3 separate regions of the Sus scrofa genome follow, and all the other regions are linked to region 2. The links are chromatin contacts, called in public promoter capture Hi-C maps. All regions are on one chromosome and are shown on one strand. Each heading gives the region's core, a stretch centred on a gene start, on an enhancer-like site or on the middle of the called end of the contact. The rest is flanking DNA. Distances are from core to core; before and after follow the strand shown.

Region 1 (2,700 bases), core at 130-2,629, 230 kb before region 2:
AATGTTACATCGACTATGGTCGTCATCCCTACTACACTCACTATAGAGTGTCTAGAAGACAGACAGTGCCTACGTCGTGTGCACGTCATGTGCACATCGTGTGCAGAGCAAGCATCAAGAGTTTATGAGGTAAACTGAAATATCTATATGTATGTATATAAATGTAATAAACACTCAATTATGTAGACTAAAGCTAGAGCAAGTTTTTAGCAAATTCATATTTGTTCTATAATTCTAATGCAAGAGCCTATCTATAACAGAATAGAAACAGCACCTCCAGACTGTTCATCTTATCTGTGCACCAGGGACTAGAGAAGGTTAATAAAAAGAAAGATGGAGGAGGAACCCCACCGTATTTGCATCAAACTGACACTCACATGTGCTGGGACTTCTGTGCTACCTGGTGGGGCAGGTTCCACCCATGCCCCAACTGGTACTACAGCCTGGTTCCTCTCAGCCAGCACTGTCAACACGTCCTTGCTCTTCAGGGGGTTTAAAGCCAGGGGCAACTTTGTGGAATTTCGAGGCTTCTTGAGGGGGGCCATACTTCCTGGCACCTAAGATTCCTGGTTAGGAGAGAAGAAAAGCTTAACATCTTCAAACGACTTCCTTAGAAGCTCAGCCCCTTAACACATATGCCACAGGCTCCTTAATAGGAGAGAAGCCTTGGAGGAGGCAGTAAGTAGCCTAACAGAGAGCCAAGAATAAGGATTCTGGAGAAGGAAGGAAAAAAGCTTGCCCTCGTAAAGGAATAGGGACGAGTGGAAAGAAGTAAGAATCTGAAGGAACGAAAACTGTGCCAGTGGTGACACACCGACGTGGGACAGGGAGGAAAGAGCGTAGCAGCCGGAGGGCAAGAGAGCTGGGAGGGTGCGGAGTGGGAACCTGGGTTGAAGGCAGAGTCCAAACAATCGGTATCCGGTTATGGGGGGAAGCGCTGAACGCCGGGGAACCCCGGGCCAGGGAAAAGTTTGGCCTGTTTCTTAGGCCTCGGGGTCCTAATCCTGCCGAGGCAGCCCTGGCCTAGTATCAACTCGCTGCTCGCCACAGACTCAAACTACCACGGACACTAAAGTAACCGCCGCCAACAAACCGCCAATTTTGGGAGGGCCGCCTTTCGGAACCCCGGGCCAAGGAAAATTTTGGCCTGTTTCTTAGGCCTCGGGGTCCTATTCTTGTCGAAGCAGTCCCGGCCTAGTATTAACTCGCTGCTCACCACAGACTCAAACTACCACGGACACTAAAGTAACTGCCGCCAACAAACCACCACTTTTGGGAGCACCGCCTTATCCCGCCGCGCCCCTCGGTTGGTTTGTATCCGCCTCCTCCGGCTTGCGTCACCTCCCTGGTACAGGGAAGGCGTAGGGCGGGGTTTCGGGTTCCGAAGGGTCGTCACTTCCGCTCTCTGTAACCCTGAGGGGGCGGGACTTGTGAAGCGTGGGGGTGCGGGTGGAGTCTAGCTCAGTCAGCTGAGCTGTTGCATTATCTACCCTGGGATTAACCCACATCTTTCAGAAAAAGGAATACGTTGGGCTGGAGAGCTGATTAAGTGGGAAGGACAGGGGTCCAGTTGAGGGACGCATGGGAGAAGGATGGAAGAAGGCAGGCCTGGCAGGGCTTCCTTGACGGAGGAAATACGCCTACAGTAAATCATACTGATCCTTTGTTCACTTCGTTACGTTAGCAGTGCTGTTTCATATATACTCTTACATGTAAATATCGCAGCCTTGAGAGTGGTCTCCCTTTCTGCTCCAAGCTTTGCTATAATCCAGGGACACTTCATTTTTCTTGTGAAACACCAGTTTGTTCGTTCAATTAACATATAATTGAGAGCATTTTATATACCAGTACTTTGCTAGGCACTGAATATATATAGCAGTGAACAAAACAGACATATCCCTTGTTCATGGAATTGACAATATAATGAGAAATAACCAAATAGACACATGAATAAGTAAATAAAAGTGGCTGATGATGATGCGCAACTTGCAACTGGCCCAGGAACTCTATATGCCTCTGGGTGGCCAGAAGAAAAAAGAAAAAAAAAAGGGGGCAAGGGAGTAGTTAAATAACTGACCATAGGATTTAAGATAGGTAATGTAGGAAAGGATGACAAGTGGAAGGAAGGGACCTTGTAGAGGTGGTAAAATCAAGAGATTCTAGGTTCCAATGGAGACCTAAGTTTTGCTAGAGCAGAATACTAGAAGGAATGCATTGAAAAAATAAGAGGTGGTCATCCAAGATTGAGATGCTTGAAAGTAAGAGTATAAAGTTATTGTAGATATTAGTAGTGTTGGAGTTCCCTCGGAGCCTAGCTGTTAAGGATGGACACTGCCACTGCTGTGGCACAGGTTCAATCGCTGGCCTGGGAACTTCTGCATACCGTGGGCATGGCCCCTCAAAACATATTGGTACTGTCAAAATCTATGGTATAACCAAGAGAGGGAGTGCTGAGGTAGAAGAACAAGATTACTGAAGAAGAGGTCATAGAAATGGCCAAATGGCTTGAAATCACCAAGATACATGAACAGAAGAGTGTTGCAAGAGCCAGGAGCATCCATCTTCAAGGAATTTCAGGAAAAGACCTGGAGCTTGGTAGATGAGTATAACCTGGAAATCAGGGAGTGATATAGTCTAGCAACATCAGATGCAAACCAAGGAGCAGAGCTGAGAAAAAAAACAGGAAGCATTGTTTACAAA
Region 2 (2,801 bases), core at 116-2,615:
CTGCTGCAAAAGCTGGTATATTGTCGGGTTGCTCCCTCAGAATCTCGCGTGTGAGCCCTTCAAGTAGATTCCCAAATCCTTGTGGAATTCGGTAGTGGGTGTTGGAGAATGGAATCGACATCTCCTTGGAAGGAACTGTCTATTGTACCTAGAGATTCGTTAAAGATACTGTTTTTAAATTTGTCTTATTTTACTTATATAACCACAACTATGACAAATTATTTCTGAGACCCCAAACTTCTGGACTTCAATCCTTTTTACCCCCAACCCAACCCAAGTCTATCCATTGCTTCCAAAGATTTTTGAAATTTTCCCTTATTAGACTGTTAACAGTCTAATTTAATAGGTAAATCATTTTTTAAAATTACAAAAATCACAGATTTTTCACTATAATAAGTATTTTTTCTCACTCTGTCTTTTGAAGACAGAGTAATTTCTGCTATCCCACGGGGATTTAGAGTGATTATTATAAATTCATCTTAAATTGCCGAAAAGGCCCTGTTAAGGGTCTAAAATTAAAAAACAAAAAAACTAGTCCTTGTTAAAACTAACTTGTCGAATAAGTTTCACACAGTCTTTCCCTTAGCTTTCACTTCTGCTGCATGACCTGCAATGCCTCGTCGAAGCATCTGTATACTCTGGAAGGGGCAACGGGGCGGGGGTGCTGGGGGCAAGGTCATGATTTTGCAATTCCAGTCTTCAATGTTTGGGGAGTCTTATATTTTCTGGATTCATCTTGAACAGGTTTCTTTTCCTATCTTGGAATACCAGAGCTAGGTAAGAATAGCTGCTAGGCAGCATGTTGGGCTACTCAGTGTTCAAATAACACTCAGAGACCTGGCTTGTTTGTGTCAACGCTGCCGAGTAAGGTAGGGTCGGGGTCTAGGTTGGGACTACGTGGTTTAGTGAGGCCCAATCTGTAAAGATTTTTTCCCTTTCTCTTTTTGAGGGAACAGGAGATGGGGTATTAAATCATTCTAAGGTGAAAAGGTAGAGACCCTCAACCAAGGTGGGGCGAGGAGAGGGGTCGCAGGGGGAACACAGGTCTAGTCTGAGGCGCGACGTCGAGGATCTGGGATTTCACACTAGCAGAATGGGCTGCTTGGGGGCCAGTTTTCCCTAAGTTTCCCAGAATGCGGCGGGGACCCTGAGAGAATAAGAGAGGCGAAGGGGAAAGCGACGTCTCGATTTCGGAGAGGAAATGGGGTAAACCGCCTCACCTCTTCAATCGCTCTGAGCTGGAGCTGAAAGTTCCGGTTGTTTTTTCTCGTTGCCGGGAAACCGTTCCCCCTCAAACCATTCAACTACGGCGGCCGAGGAGAGCAAGGGCCAGCCCGGCGGCCGCGGACGGCTTCGCGGAATTAATGACCTGAGAAGGGCGGAGTCTGACCTTATCGGCCCTGCGCAGGCCCCGCCCACAAGGCTCCACCTCTGCTGGCGTCCGCACCGCCCCGGCGGCGCAGGGGTGCGCCCTCCTCGCAAACATGGTCGCTCTGGGGTTTGTGTTTGGGTTGGTGCTGTCGTTACTCTTGCCGGCCGACGCAAGTGCAGGTGAGGCGGCCGGGCTCGGCTCGGGCCGACCCCTGTCCGCCCGTCCGCCTATGCGGACTCTGAGTTACTCCGTAGGACGGCCCCCGAGTCCCCTTCTGTAGGTCTGGGACGGAACCCCGGGCCGAAGCCTGGTTCTCCTTGCAAGGCCTAGGCTGCCCCGGCCCGTCCTCTTTCTCCACTCCCTTCCACTGCCTTTATGATGCAGGGAGTGGGAGAGTTGGGTTTATCTAAGCGAGGGAAAGCCCAAATGTGCTCAGACCGAGGCCCTTAGTGTCTCTGAATAATTGCAGGGGAACTCGAAGGGGAGGGGGCGAAGCTAGTTAGATAATATTTGGAAACTGATGACTCAGTCATCCCAAACATTTCAGTGCTGCCCCCTCAGTGGCACCCTTGGGGAGGGTTTCCTTCAGGCTGGGTTCCTTGGGGGAATTAAATTTTACTAGTTTTAAGTGGTGATTAGGGCTAAGAAATACAACCCCCTCACTAGCTCAGAATATTTAAGACTCAGCTTTGATTCCTGCTGCAGCTCGCAGATATTGGTGGTGGGATAATATGCGTGGCATTGAGGAGGAGGGTGACTCACTTTGACTATTGTTCAGGTCATATATTGTTTCGTTTGAATACCCCGGGCTGGACGCTGGGTCACAGCCATGGAGAAACCAGAAGAGGGACCTTGTCCAGAAATGCAAGTAAAGGGATAATGCTGGATTTTTTTTTTTTTTCCCCCTTCTTTATCCGACCACTCAAATAGTGGACCCCAAAGGTCCCTGTTAAGAAAGGAAAGTTGAGGAGTTCCCGTCGTGGCTCAGTGGTTAACGAATCCGACTAGGAACCGTGAGGTTGCGGGTTTGATCCCTGCCCTTGCTCAGTGGGTTAAGGATCCAGCGTTGCCGTGAGCTGTGGTGTAGGTTGCAGACGTGGCTCGGATCCAGCGTTGCTGTGGCTCTGGCGTAGGCCGGTGGCTACAGCTCCGATTGGACCCCTAACCTGGAATCTACATATGCCACGGGAGCGGCCCAAGAAATGGCAAAAAGACCAAAAAAAAAAAAAAAAAAAAAAAAAAAAGTTGAGGTGGGAGAACAGAGTCAAGAAAAATGACTGCAGCTCTGCCTAAGAACCCACACAGTGCCCAGATGCAGACAAACTGCAGCCCATAAATGGTTCTTCAGGGTTTATCAAAAGTGTAAACTAGCAGCACTCTGTGTATCATTTCCTGACTTTTGTCCCCACTTGGTGAGTTTTGAGTCCAG
Region 3 (2,700 bases), core at 111-2,610, 150 kb before region 2:
GTCCGCCAGCCTCAGCTCTGAGGGGCAAACTTCTAAGTTTCTCTGAATTGGTCGCTGTTCCTGTCGCCCTCTGTAGCAAACACATTTAATATTTTGGCTTCATCACCCTTGTCCTGAGAGAGTTCTTGGAAAACTTAGGATCCTGAAGGAAAACCTGTTACCTTGTTGGGTCACTGAGTAGCCCAGCTTGGCCCAGGCCCTCTGGCGACGGCGGCCCCTCCTCTACCCTCCCAGCAAGTCCGGGCCTCTCCTCTCTTACTCGGTTTCTTCTCACCCAGGGTGGCCGTGGGCGTTGGTTGGGGAGGTGAGGGGTGTTGGACTCAGCAACCATCTCCTCCCAAGCCGTCGACCTCCCACAGGATATCCCCACTCAGGTGCTCCAATCCGCGAACTTTCCATTGGTCCCCACCGTCCGGGAGGCACTGGGGCGGGGGCGGGGGGGGACGCTTGGTCCCGGACTTTGGGGTAGGAGCGCTTTGGACTACTCGTCCACGCCGCCCTCCAACCTTACCGCTATCCCTGGATCCCGTGGGGCAGGGTCTTACCATTGACGGAAGGATCGCCCGGGGGCAGCAGGCTTTGGTTGAGCGCCGTCGCCGAGGAGTTGAAGCCGAAGAACAGGTCGCTGGAGTTGGAGATGTCCCCGGCCAGGGAGTCCGCGAACAGGTTCATCTGCAGCAGCGTTTTGAGCAGGTAGCGCAGCATGGCGCGACCCGACTGATAGCGGGGCGGGGGGCTCGGAACCCAGCCCCTGGGTCTGAGACCCGCGGGCCGGGAGCCGTAAGCCCCTCCACAGCCTCTGCGCGCTGCCCCAGCCACGGTGCCGCTCTCCTCCCGGCGCGCCTGGGTACCGCGCGTGCCTCCGCGTGCCCTCCTCCTTCCCTCGTCCTTCTCTCTCCACCCCCCCAGTGCCGGGGTCCCCCGGGAGCTGGGCAGGCGGAAAGCAGGTGCCACGCCGATCACCGCGTAATTAAGGGATTAATCCGCCTCCCTCCACCCTCCCACCCCGACCCGGAAGGCTACTAGGAGGGCCAGAGACTAAAGTCGCCTAGCGAGCGAGTTGGAGTCCCCGCCCCGTGCCCCGAGTCGCGCGTCGCTTGTGGACACCGCAGGAGAGTTTCTCTTCTTTCCCAAAGCACCCAAGATAGGGATGAGGCTTTGTTGGACTTTGCCTTTCTGCCCGACTTCAAGCGAGGAATCCCTCCTTCCTTTTCCTGGCCCTTAGGAAACAGAGGCAAAGCGCCAGATTGCTCCTCTCCAAGTCCAGGCTTCCAACTTGCTCCCAGGTCCACGGGCTCAGTGGCGGGAATGCAAGCTGCTGCGGCTGTTTGGCGCGGAAATTGGGGGTGGGGGAGAATAATTAACCGGCTCGTCCAACACTTGGGCCGCAGTGGCCTGGTTTCCACCGACAGACGGGGGAATTAGATGGCGCGTCTTTACCTAGGGCCCCAGATGCCCTAATGTAGTAGTTCTTGCGGGGTACTCCACAGGGATAAAACTGGAGGGGGACCCAGGCATCTTGCATCTATTTGCATGCTTTTGCATTACTCTGCTCTGACATATTTTACTGAATTGTTTCACCTTTTGGAGGAGACTGAAAGGGAACCAGAGAATCTGGGACTAAGACAAAGAGAATAATAGTGTTTCTGAAAAGGCAAGAAAAGAGGTGGGGTTGATGTGAAACTCCTGCAAGTCTGTTCAAACTTGGTAACCAAAGTCCTTTGGATGGAGGGACATCTCTCTCTCTCTCTCTCTCTCTCTCTCTCACACACACACACACACACACACACACACACACACACACATACACACAATCTCTCTCTCTCACTCACTTACTCACACACTCCTACCCAGTCCCAGCCTGCTTCTGAGTTCTTTATACCTGAAGATCTCCCCATCCAACACACACACACAAACACATACTTTCCTGGGCTGGGTATAGTGTTGGGGCGTCAGGGGTAAGAGAGACTCAGGCCTTCATATCTGAGGTAGGGCCCTGCTGATGGGTGAGTGTTGGGATTCTTGTTTGGCCAGAGGGCTCAGTGTGATAAGACCTGCCTCAGAGGTGGCTACTTCTGAACTGGAAGGAGGCAAGTGAACAGTCAAGATACAGAGGAGTGGAAGCTACAGAGACGCAGACCCCAAAGTAAGCTAAGTCAAGAGTTGAATATTTTAGGCAGGCAGCGTCCAAGTGAACTAGGAAATTTAATCAAGCTGGGGGCTTGCTCCAAATCTCCTGGCTCAATCCTCAGGGCAGCCCTTGAAGGCCTCAAATTTGATGAGTTTAGATGTCTTCCTAGCCCCTTACCTCAGCACTGTGTGTGACTTCCCAAAGCCAGAGCATAAAGTATGGGGGAGCTGGGGCACCAGGACCACTCCAAAAGAGGCTGCGCCCTGGAGCTGTTCTTTCAGCACCTCCTCTGTCCTTGTTGGGTGAGGGCTATGGGGCCCTGGAGACAACTTGAATTGGGGTGACCTTGAGTTGGGGGAGGTGGGAGAGAAGCTAGCAGATATTATTTCCAAAGCACTGGATACTAAGAGACAGGATTTGATGTCTGACCCTTGCTCCAGGGCAAGGTTGCCTTCAGACGGTGGTAAGAGATTTCCCCACCAGAAATCAATCTTTTCAAGAATGGCAAACTCAGAAGTGAGTCCAAATTCTGTTATTTGCCAATGAAATGTCATACCCTGGACCTGTTT

Evidence for each region. Promoter capture Hi-C pulls out the DNA fragments that hold promoters and counts their contacts.
Region 1: a contact with region 2 is called in a promoter capture Hi-C map of liver, with 2.7 times the contacts expected there. The contact joins the promoter of CCDC15 here to the promoter of SPA17 in region 2. A contact is called at or near these places in 1 of 5 promoter capture datasets (liver) and 1 of 2 datasets of contacts at active chromatin or transcription factors (alveolar macrophages).
Region 3: a promoter capture Hi-C map of fetal skeletal muscle shows a contact between it and region 2, with 4 times the contacts expected there. The contact joins the promoter of ROBO3 here to the promoter of SPA17 in region 2. A contact is called at or near these places in 3 of 5 promoter capture datasets (fetal skeletal muscle, liver and skeletal muscle), 12 of 47 Hi-C or Micro-C datasets (brain, embryonic fibroblasts, epiblast stem cells and 7 more) and 2 of 2 datasets of contacts at active chromatin or transcription factors (alveolar macrophages and skeletal muscle).

What each region holds. Positions count from the first base shown.
Region 1 is chr9:52,144,977-52,147,676 of Sscrofa11.1, reverse strand. CCDC15 (coiled-coil domain-containing protein 15) reads right to left here and starts at 1,379. Exons shown (of 15, transcript XM_021063078.1): 1 at 1,265-1,379; 2 at 378-566. The coding sequence starts at 545.
Region 2 is chr9:51,917,480-51,920,280 of Sscrofa11.1, reverse strand. SPA17 (sperm surface protein Sp17) reads right to left here and starts at 1,365. Exons shown (of 5, transcript XM_003130022.3): 1 at 1,221-1,365; 2 at 1-148. The coding sequence starts at 121. It overlaps SIAE (sialate O-acetylesterase), which reads left to right and starts at 1,307. Exons shown (of 10, transcript XM_013979526.2): 1 at 1,307-1,551. The coding sequence starts at 1,485.
Region 3 is chr9:52,063,703-52,066,402 of Sscrofa11.1, reverse strand. It overlaps ROBO3 (roundabout homolog 3), which reads right to left and starts at 1,360. Exons shown (of 28, transcript XM_005667463.3): 1 at 546-1,360. The coding sequence starts at 705.